Regions from separate parts of the Mus musculus genome. Here region 2 is linked to region 1. Evidence: chromatin contacts called from public Hi-C data. All regions are on one chromosome and are shown on one strand. Each heading gives the region's core, a stretch centred on a gene start, on an enhancer-like site or on the middle of the called end of the contact. The rest is flanking DNA. Distances are from core to core; before and after follow the strand shown.

Region 1 (4,997 bases), core at 2,418-4,917:
CAATTAACCCAATGGTATAAAAACTAGCAAAAAGAAAACCATCAAATACTAAAGCCCAGATTAAAGGTTGCATTTATACACCAACCAGTGGTATAAAATTATTTGAAATTGATAAGAAACTAGGAATTGCTTATTGTCTTCTAGAACTAGTGAGGCCTACTACACTATTCGAGTAGTTGAAAACTGATGTGCAAGATGCATAAATCTACAATTATCAACTTTATCACAGGAGTACTCAGAGCAGCTGTTTTCACAACAGGCAAACCATACATGTAATTCTAGCCATGCTATTAACCAGCTGTAGCCCAGTTATACCAAAATCTCACTTTACCACCAGAAGGAACTGTGCAGTCTCCATATGGCAACCAGAGGCTCCCAACACCAACTTATTATCAAGCTCCAGTCAGGAGTGGTAAAGGTCCAGTTTCTCCTATTTTCCCAAATGAGGTGTCACGTTTCCCAGCCACTCAAGGGCTCTGGGTCCCAAGGAGTGGTAGCAGCTAGCGAGGAGGAAAGCACAAACGGACTGCTCTCTGGAACAGTGAGAAGCAAGCAAACAAGAGGTCAGGAACTGTGACACAGAGGTTAGATGGAGACAGAGGCAAGCTACTTGCTTTTTCAGGCTTTAGTTATTCAAAGCTATTTTAGCAGTAAACCAAATGATCTGCTAAATCTTTCCAATTTAATATCTACCAACATAGCCCTTTTATAATAAATATCCATTTCTCTCGTACTGAACCAGGATGGTAAACCCTTCATTAAAAATTAGAAGCTAGGCACTGATGGCTCCTTTCTGTAACCCTGACACTCAGAAGGCTAGGGGGTAAGGTGGGGCTGCAGAGATTTGAGCTCAGACTGAGCTAAGCAACCCATTGAGTTCTGGGCTAGCCTGGGTTACAGTGAGACTCTCAAGGTACTTGTTTGTCATCAAGCCTATCGCCCGCACCCACATGCTGGCAAAAGGGAATGCACTCCCACAGAGGACCTACTCACCCAGGTCCCAGTGCACGCACTGAGCACAGGCGCATGAGCAAGAGCACACTCACAGGATAGATGAATGCAATTTAAAAAAAGAAACGTATTTAGAATTAGGATAGAGGGGAGTAAAAGTAAACTACAAAGATGGCCAAAGGACGCCCAAGTTCCCAGACCTGTCCCTTTCTAGTCATAGCTGTGGGCAAACCCCTGCACCTCAAAATAAAGTTCTAGACTAACCCTTACTGGCCATGGCCTTCATTCCTCCATCTTCAAGTAGAACGACTTTTTTCCTCTCATAACCAGGATGTCATCCCAAACAGTATCAGCTCTTATTTCATCCTTAAACAAATAAAAGTAGTAATGTTGGGGGTGGAGAGATGGCTCAGCAGTTAATAGCACTGGCTGCTCTTTCAAAGGACCCCAGTTCAATTCCCAGCAACCACACGTCATCTTACAACCGTCTGTAACTCTGGTTCCCGGAGATCTGACACCCACACACAGAATAGCAGGTAAAACACCAGTACATACAATTTCTCTAAAAGTCATTTTTTTAAAATACTGATTTTTTTCTTCCAATTTTTCTGGTACTAAGAGAGTCCAAACATATTTAGCTTATCTTAAATCTGCACTCAAGCCTGGACCCTTTCCTCAAAATGCACTGAGTAAATAGATTTTAGCAGTATGTGCTGTAGCAGCAAACATAAGAAGAAACTCAGAAGCCTGGGGAAGACCTATATCAGCAAATCGTTAACTCCTAATTGATGAACTGCTCAGTGCAGCGTGGCCTGGTGCTGCTGGAGCAGTGAAAACAAGAGATGAAATGCCCAGACAAGACTCAAGCTCAATGCTCTAGCGGGGATGCAAGATGTTTACTAGGAAGACAATTCTGGACCCAGGAAACAAAGGAAGATGCCATCGTCTGTGAACTGCAAACAGTCCCATGGAGAGGACATGTGTAACTGTAGACGAAACGAGAACGCAGACAAGCACCAGAAACTGGAAAAGACTGAAGGAATTCTAACCATGAAATTAAAATTCTCTTCTTCACCCACAATAGTAAAAGCAATATGGCAACAAGCAAAAAGATTCTACCTGAGGGAAGGTAGAATAAAAAAGTTCCTGCGCGAAGGGCGGCTTCTGGCTTTCTTGTTATGACGTATTAAAGAAACAGAACAAATTACAGGTTAAGGGTTGTTAAGTATTTTTAACCTAGAGACTGAGGTCAGTGTTGCTGAGAACAAGGAAGAAAACCACCATATAAGAGAAGAGCAATGCACTCTAACAAATTAAGAGAGACAAACATTAATAAAGTCTGGAAAGAAGACTGACTTCATCCAATGCAAACCCTTCATCAACGTTTACATCCCTTACCAATTATACACTATACATTTTAACGCATACTTTATAGTTATCCTTTGCATTAAATTTGATTCCAGTTTTTTAATCTAAATGATGATACTTTAATCAACTGTCTAAATACATATGTCTCACTAATACTTAATGTTCTTGACCCCCCCAAAAAAAATGCTTTTTCAAACGGCTACTCTGAAAAAAAAAAAAAAAGGTAAATGCTTATTCTCATTCATAACCGTCCTCCCCCAGCTTGGGTTTTTTGAGACAAGGTCCAGGTAGTTTTTGCTATTCTGAAGCTTGCTATGTAGACTAGGTTAGCCTGGAACTCACAGAAATCCACCTGCCTCTGCGTCCTGAATGCCAGGATAAAGGCGTGAACCACCTGGTTTTTCTCTCTCCTTAAGTGAAACAGGGCATTCCAATCTTGAACGGCGAAGAGTCTGTGCACTAGTCATTTCCATGGCTAAGGCCTATTTTATGATCAGCAAACCTAATTGGCTAGGTAGCCAGCAAAGATGAATTTGCAATTATTGAAATTCAAAATCAGGCTTTACGAGCAACGACCACCTCAAATGGATTGCCCCCTCCCTTTACTTTGTCAAGAAAGTAGGTACATTTTTAAAAAAAATGTATAAAAATAGACGTCCAAAAGAGGGAGAGGAGGGGCGTAAAGCACCTGAACCTACAGACGCCCCGTAATCCACCAAAGTTCTCAAGACGTGTTTTAGGGCGTGTCTTTGTTTTGACTCAGTGATTTAAAAAAAAAAAAAAAAAAAAAATCCCACTCATTCCGGGCTCTCAGGTACTTTCCCTCACCAACGCGAGCATCCAGGCTTTGAAATCCCAGGGCATCTCTGCCTCGCCCTGATTTCCCGGTGCAGGAAGGCTGCAGCCCGGGCATCCCGCGGCCCCTTCCCGTCACAGCACCACCGAGCAGGGGCATCCGGCCTGCCCGCTGCACAGCAGGCGGCTCGGGAGAGGGGGCGGGGGCTCCGAGGGTCGTCCCAGAGCGCTGCTGGCCAAGGACACCCGGCCCTCCGTCCGCCCGCGCTGCGCCCCGGAGCCAGGCAGCCTCGGGCGCCCCGAGACCCCGGCCCTGACCCCCGACTCTCACCGTGCGGAGGTCGCGTTGCCTCCTCGGCCGCGGCCCGGCTGCCGGTCGCCCAGCGACCTGCCCGCCCGAGGATGGGAGAGAGGCGAGAGGCAGTTCCGTCACATCCCGGTCTGTCCAGCCGCCTGCCCCGCAGCAGCCAGCATCGCCTCCTCGGCCTGCGGGAGCGCCGGACTTCACCGACGCCGCGCCCCCTCCCTAGGCCGGCACCCTCCTGGACTCCGCCCTCCAGGGCCCTCGCACTACGCGTGCGCGGCCCCGCCTCCCGGTCTGTCCTTGCGCAGGCGCGAGTCTCACTGGACTAGACCCCGCCTCCGGGCCCGCCCCAACCTCGCGCCAGCCGTTCGCAGGCTCCGCCCTGATCCACTGACCTTGCCTTTTTACCCCCTGACTCAGGTCTTTTCCTGGCTTGAACCTTTCACTCCGGTCTCTTGGCTGGATTCAAATGTGCAGCTTGACCACAACCAAACCTGTCAGCTCCGGCTCCAGTCTGACAGGAGTGATCTGAACACTGGAGCAAGCATGACTTCCCCACTTTACGTCTTGTTTTGGCCTGACTGTGGCTGGCTATGCCTCAGCCGTGCATACTGAATCTGAGCGGAGATTGCGATAAAACACTGAGAGCTGAGAATTGGAGCTATTTTATGAGGCTGTGGATCCCAATCCCATTCCAAATGCCATCTCTCCCTCCTTCCTAGATGGTCAGACAAGTCGTTGAGAGTCACCATCATGAAAGCCTTCAGTATCTGGCTGTCTATTAAAAGCATTGACGGTGATATTTATCTGACCCTAGACTGCCTAGTCTCCTCACTAGCCCTAACAGCTCAACTGAAATTAATAATATTGAAAGAGAACTTGGAAAGTCTCCACCTGTCCTCCAGACCACTAACATAACCACTGTGGTAGGGGAGGAGACACTAGCGCCCCTCAGGCCATCAGACTGTTGAAACATTATACTCCAAATAATGTTTTAAATTTTAGGTATTTTCATCCTGGAGAAATGGAAACAACACTGAAGGCCTAGCGCTATCCAGAGAAGGAGCTTGCCTCCCAGGATTCGTAGCTCTGACAACTTCTCAGACCACTTTGCAAGATAGACCGGAGTGAGCCGAAACAGTGCTAGGTCAGTCCTATCACACCTTAACCAGGCAGGAGTGCTCAATTTACAACTATCTCTAGCTCTCTATATAGACTTAAACCTCTGGTCAGTACTCCTGACGGTGGACTTGGTGATAACTGTACCCTTTTGCTTCCTCCAATTCCCTATGTGGCCATAATGAGTAAATTTCCTTTTTACCTGTTTCATTATTACTTGTCTCTTTAATTGGTCAATAGAATAATGATAGGGAGACTTAATTTTGTGGATGATAATGTGTATCTTTAAAGTGCTGGAAAAGACTAGGGCTTCATGCAGTATGTTTCTTTTTAGATTAAGTAAATCATTAAGAGAGCAAACACCAGTTCCAGACCTCAGATTCAAACACAACACTCATGCGATGAGGTTGCTAAATATGCTTTGGACTTTACGCTACAATCTAAATTGAGAGATGGAAAA
Region 2 (5,444 bases), core at 299-2,798, 8.7 Mb after region 1:
AAACCGAGGTCGTGCAATTTTTCTAGGTTAAGAAGCAAAAGTAAAAATATGTAAAAAGGACCCAAGAGATATGAAAACATTCTATACAGAGGGTACGGACCCACTTCGCACTGCCACTTCCTGCAGTTCTTTCCTCTTGTGCCCAACACATCCACTGTGAATAACACATTGTAACTCTCCTTTCCCGTCAGGGCTTTTCTCTTCTCAGGTTTTAAGCTGAACTGTTGATTCTCATAAAAACACTCAAGCATTTCCACTCACTCCAGGACATGTTATTTAAATCACAGGAGCTTCAGGAGACACGAGACCGAATCAGATATCCAGGTGGACAAAGCCCCTGGTACGGTCAAGAAACTAAAGCTACTGGCTTGGGGATCCGTTCCTGGATACCCTCCAGGGGATGGCAGCAGCACTCTACTCACCCAGGAGGCACAATCCCCGGCGGAATCCTCCCCTCCTGACCCCGCTAGCAGCTTGGGCGCTGCCATCTGCTCTTTTACCCTTCACCTGCCGAGGCACCCCGCGCAACCTGCATCCTAACCCGAGGCAGGCATCGCGGGGGCAACCGAACCCCCAAACGCCGTCCAGCGCGCGCCGAGCCTGGCCCGCCCCTGGCCAGCCACTTACGGTTCCAGTACACCGGGTAGCACTCTCCTTGAGTGACATCCACCTCGTAGAGGCCGCCGCGCACGCACACCGGCTCGATGGTCACCAGCTCCTCCATCTCCGGCTCAGGCCCCGCCGCGCGCGGGCAGAAGCCGCAGGCGCTGTCCTCCTCGTCTTCCTCCCCGAAGCTGGAGCTTGGGCCACACACCCGGTCTCCATCGCGGCCCGCCGCCCGGGCCTGGGCGCCCGTGGTCTGCAGCAGGGTCCGGAAGGCGAGCTCGATGCGCAGAGAGTCGTAGCCGATGAAGGGCTTCCAGGTCTTCTTGTCTTCCTTGTAGAACCAGCGCACCTCCTCGGGGCCCAGCTCCGTCACCACCTCGTAGCGGTGCCGGGCGGCTGCGCCGCCGGGCCGGGCGCGCTTCCTGTCCCCGGGGCCCCCTCCCGCCGCCCCGCCGCCCCCCGAGTTCTGGGCGACGAGCGGCGGCGGAGGCGAAGAAGAGCTGCCGCCGCCCGCGCTCTCGCCCTCGCTGTAGTAGCGCAACGACGAGCCGGACTCGGCCGAGCTGAAGTCGTAGGTCTCGTCGCTGAGGCACGGGTCCAGAGCCAGGTGGCTCAGGTCGTCGGCGCCCGGTGCCAGGTGCAGCGGCTCGGCGCGCAGCAGCGACAGCGGCACGCTGTCGCCCGGCTGGTGCTCGAAGCAGCAGCCGCCGCCGCCGAACACGCCCGCCGCGTCCGAGCCCAGCTCCCAGGCACCGCCGCCGCGGCCGTTACGCTCGGGGCTCCGTGGGGCGCCGCGGCCCGGGTAGTTCATGCCGCCGGCGCTTCCGCCACACGCGCATCCGACGCCGCCGCCCTCTCGGCCCGGACTTTATAATCTTTCAAATCCCGAGCAGGGCAGCAGCTGCGGCCGAGGCGACTCCGCCTCCCCGCCGGCCCCCGGCCGCCGCAGCGCCGTTCCGGGGCCCGCCCCATTGTTACGCAGCCCTGCGTGGGCGGGGCCACAGGGGCCCCGCCCCCAGCCGCGCGCGCCTCCCCGGAAGGCCCGAGGACTCTGCTGGAGCTCCCGTTTGGCGCTAGGCTGTACGTAGTCTTCCGCGCCTGGAAGCGGGGGTCAGACGGGGTCGCGGCGGTCTCGGCATCCGTGGAGCCCCTGCCTCACGACTTTCGACGCAGTGGCTCCGCCCCCTCGCTTCCACGCCCCTGGATGCCAGCCGCAGTGAGGCTCTCGCCCACTCATCTTTACACTTTCGGGTCATGAGCCCCGTGGGTGATTCAGCTGTATGCCCAGAGGGGCCCTGGAAGTTGCTAGCTCACGTTCCTGGCTTTAGGCCTGCTTTCAGCATCCGAAAGACCTGCTCGGTCACCTGGTTTGGCCCTTTCCCAACCTTCAGCCCATTCATACAGAAGGCACCCCACCTCTACGCCTGCTGCTCACCTGGGCACGACCACTCCCACTTACAAAACTGGCGTCCTAGAGTCACTGTGCCAGTTCTTTAGATTGCTTGCCCTCTTGTCCTTATGCTTCCTGTTCTTTCTGTAGTGCAGTAAGGCCTTGGATGGAAACCAAGTCCCTATGTCTTAGTCTTTTCCCACAGTCTGTGCGCATTCGATGTACCTTGGTTATAACTAACTGGTCTTGCCAGCCTTGTGTGGTAGATTATTAGACTGAAAGAGGAAAAAAAAAAAAACAAAAACCTAGGTTCTAAACTCAGCTTTGCCACCTCCAGGCAAGTCACTTAATCTCCTTTATCTATTTGTCTTATTCCTTGCTATAAGTAGGAGATCGTTGCACCGGACGGTCTCTAGTAATTCTATGGCTTTTAAGCCTTCCCAAGTTTGGTTTGGTTTTTGTTTTTAGTATAACTCTGATTCTGTAACTCACTTCCTGGTTTCAGGGAGACACGGAGGCTCTGTTATGTTAGACTTCCAAGACAGAGTAAAGAGAAGACAGAGACCAGAGTCTGACCTCAACAGATGGACAGTTTATTTCAAACAAAGAAGGAAAGACACTCTCCGGAGGGAAATGGGTGTCTTAGAAGGGAGTAAACTAGCTGGGGCCCTTTATAGAGGCAAGTGGGTGGCTTGGAAATGAAATTCTTGCAGCCATAGAGCTATGTGTCGGTCTATGATGTACCTTTCCTGGAATTATCTGTTTTATTAAAAGGCAGTTCATTTTGGGGAACAGGCTGCCCCAGCAGAGATTATTTGGACTGTGGCTGACTGATGAGTTTGGTCAAGGTCAGCTGTAACTTCATAGAAATCCTGTTTTATAGCTGAGGCACTCTGTCACCTCAGACCATTCTCTTAAATTGAAAAAAAAATTCATTTTATAAACCCATCCTATCTTGAGAAAACAATCTCCAATCTTGCTCTTACTTCAAGAACAGACAGTCTTCACTGTTAATGTTTACTTTGTGGAAACAGGTCAGTAGGGCAAGTTGTCTTGCTCTCAGGATGTAACCTGTCAGAGAGCCTTCAAAGTCATTATTTCAATCAGGCTCATCTCTGTTGTGCCCTGTGCTTTTGGAGGGATCTGTTGGAAGGCCCTGCTTTCTATGGGCAGATGATACTGTTGCAATTCATGATAAATAGAGGAACATGGGTGGTATTTTCTACCATAACGACTGGATTGGCTGGATAATCTTGCTCAGTGAGCAGTCTGTCCACTTGTACATTACAGCCCCACTAACAAAGCATCTGCATTTCTGCATCCCAAATTCTTTCCCAATGTCTCTATTAATAGTATGCAGAGTAAGAAATTGAGTATGAACTTTGAACTGTGTTTTATTCATGGAGGCATTGATCCACACTGTTCTGATAGTTACCCATGTACAGACACTTCTGTATGCTTCCGATGCCAAAGAGAACCAGGATCCTCTAGCTTAGGAGATGCTATATTAAAGTGTAATTAAAAGTGGTAGATACAGTGTCAAGTCTCAAACCCTGGGACAAATGGCTACGGTGCCTATTAATATCAAAGCAGACCTGACCTCCAGGTTCTCCCAGCATCCCTTAGTCCCTGCCTGTTACAGGATATGGCTGGCATACCCTGTCTTCTACCCCAGAACTCTCCAGCCCAGGGGCCAGGCTGCCCTTACCCAGGTGCCTCTTCCCTGTATAATCCAGCCATTTTGTACTTTAGTACATTTGCCTCTTTTGTACTTTTGACCTCTTAGCTACAGCACCCAGTTCTTCTCTCTCCCCCACACAGCCCTGCTCAGTCTGGTCACCTGGTCCTCTGGACTCTACCAGATGTCTTTGTCTTATAGATATGTGAGAGAGCATAGATATGTGGGAGAGCGGAGCCATAGACATGCTCTCCCACATATCTATAATAAACTTCCTCCTCCACCATATCTAAGAGCAGCCATGTCCTTTCCTTTCCCTCCCTCCCTTCCTCCCTCCTTCCCTTCCTTCCTACCTACCTTCCTTCCTTCCTTCCTTTTTAATCAAGACATTTAAAATGTCTTCCCATTTCTTGGCAGGATGTAGTCCAAGTATTTCCATGCTAATAATCAGTTGTGGTTTTGTTTTGTTTGCTTTTTTTTAGCAGTTTTTTTTAAAAAAGATTTATTTATTTATTATATTTATGTACACTGTAGCTGTCTTCAGACACTCCAGAATAGGGCTTCAGATCTTGTTCCAGATGGTTATGAGCTACCATGTGGTTGCTGGGATTTGAATTCAGGACCTTCAGAAGAGCAGTCAGTGCTCTTAACTGCTGAGCCATCTCTCCAACCTTTTTTTTTAAAGCAGTTTTAACTCTTAAAGATGACATCATTTTTATCAAAGAATATCGTTGTTCTTTTCTTTTTGTTGTCTGTTTTGTCATTTGGTTTTAGAGATGGGAGTTTCTCTGTGCAGCTCTGGCTGTCCTGGAACTCAATTTGTAGACTGGATGGCCTTAAACTCAGAGATCTGCCTGCCTCTGACTCCCAAATGCTAGGATTAAAGGCCATCACCGTCATTTTCTGTTTTACAAATGATACTTTACTTTGTACTGAATGAACGTTTTTATCATTTGTATGCTAATGCAGGCCACCCAGCTAGGTAACATATTTTTTCTTGAAATAGATGTTGGTTTCTCAGTATCATTCAAGTGGCAAGAAAAAGGTGTTTGATGCTCTCTCCTGACCCCAGAGTGCAGCAGGGAGAAGAGATACCACTGGATATTTGTGGGAATTGAGACTGCTGCTTCCCCTTAGATCTAGGACAGCTTGCACTGGGCAAGAGACTGACAGTGAGGAGAAGACATTTGAAGATAGCAGATTGCGTATGACTGCATGCATTTATTTCCTTTTTATTCTCTAACCACAGCAAGGCAAAGGTTTTGACGCTGCTCTTCTCAACTCTCAATTCTGCTTTAAAAGGCCTTCCTTATCTAAGGTTTCCTGCTGGAATCTTGAATTTCTTTCAGATAGGTTCCTCTCAGGTGGATAATGGGTCTGGCATGCCTTCCATTCCTTACCAGCAAGAACAGGAGTCAAGTAGACCTTCGGTCCTGTACATCATTAATACACTAATGGATACAGCTCTTTCTGCCGAGCATTATGCAACACATCCTATTGCATTTTAATAATTACCCAACCAGGCCTCTTTCACATAAGGAAATCGGGCATGATTGATTCAAACGTCTGGCATTTGTGAGTCTGTGAGAGCCAGGTGGTTTTAAATCCAAGCCGAGGGAGCCTCAGCAGGGGAGAGAACAACTGGCCTTTTCCCATCTACTACTAAAGAAAAACAGCCCAGTGCCAACAGTTCCTCCTAACACCTCCCTTCCCATGATGCTCCTGGCTGGGGTTATCTGGCAAGAAAGACCACCTTCCTTTTGCTGCCTC

What was found. A called contact is a pair of places that touch in the nucleus more often than the background predicts.
Region 2: a contact with region 1 is called in a Hi-C map of regulatory T cells, with 7 times the contacts expected there. The contact joins the promoter of Ddhd1 here to the promoter of Ccser2 in region 1. A contact is called at or near these places in 2 of 484 Hi-C or Micro-C datasets (CD4 T cells and regulatory T cells).

Annotation. Positions count from the first base shown.
Region 1 is chr14:36,965,097-36,970,093 of GRCm38.p6, forward strand. It overlaps Ccser2 (coiled-coil serine rich 2), which reads right to left and starts at 3,668. Exons shown (of 11, transcript NM_027045.1): 1 at 3,446-3,668.
Region 2 is chr14:45,656,595-45,662,038 of GRCm38.p6, forward strand. It overlaps Ddhd1 (DDHD domain containing 1), which reads right to left and starts at 1,549. Exons shown (of 14, transcript NM_001042719.2): 1 at 628-1,549. The coding sequence starts at 1,417. Mir5131 (microRNA 5131) reads right to left here and starts at 1,459; the gene lies at 1,367-1,459. It overlaps Gm34360 (a long non-coding RNA gene), which reads right to left. Exons shown (of 2, transcript XR_383395.3): 2 at 4,883-5,444.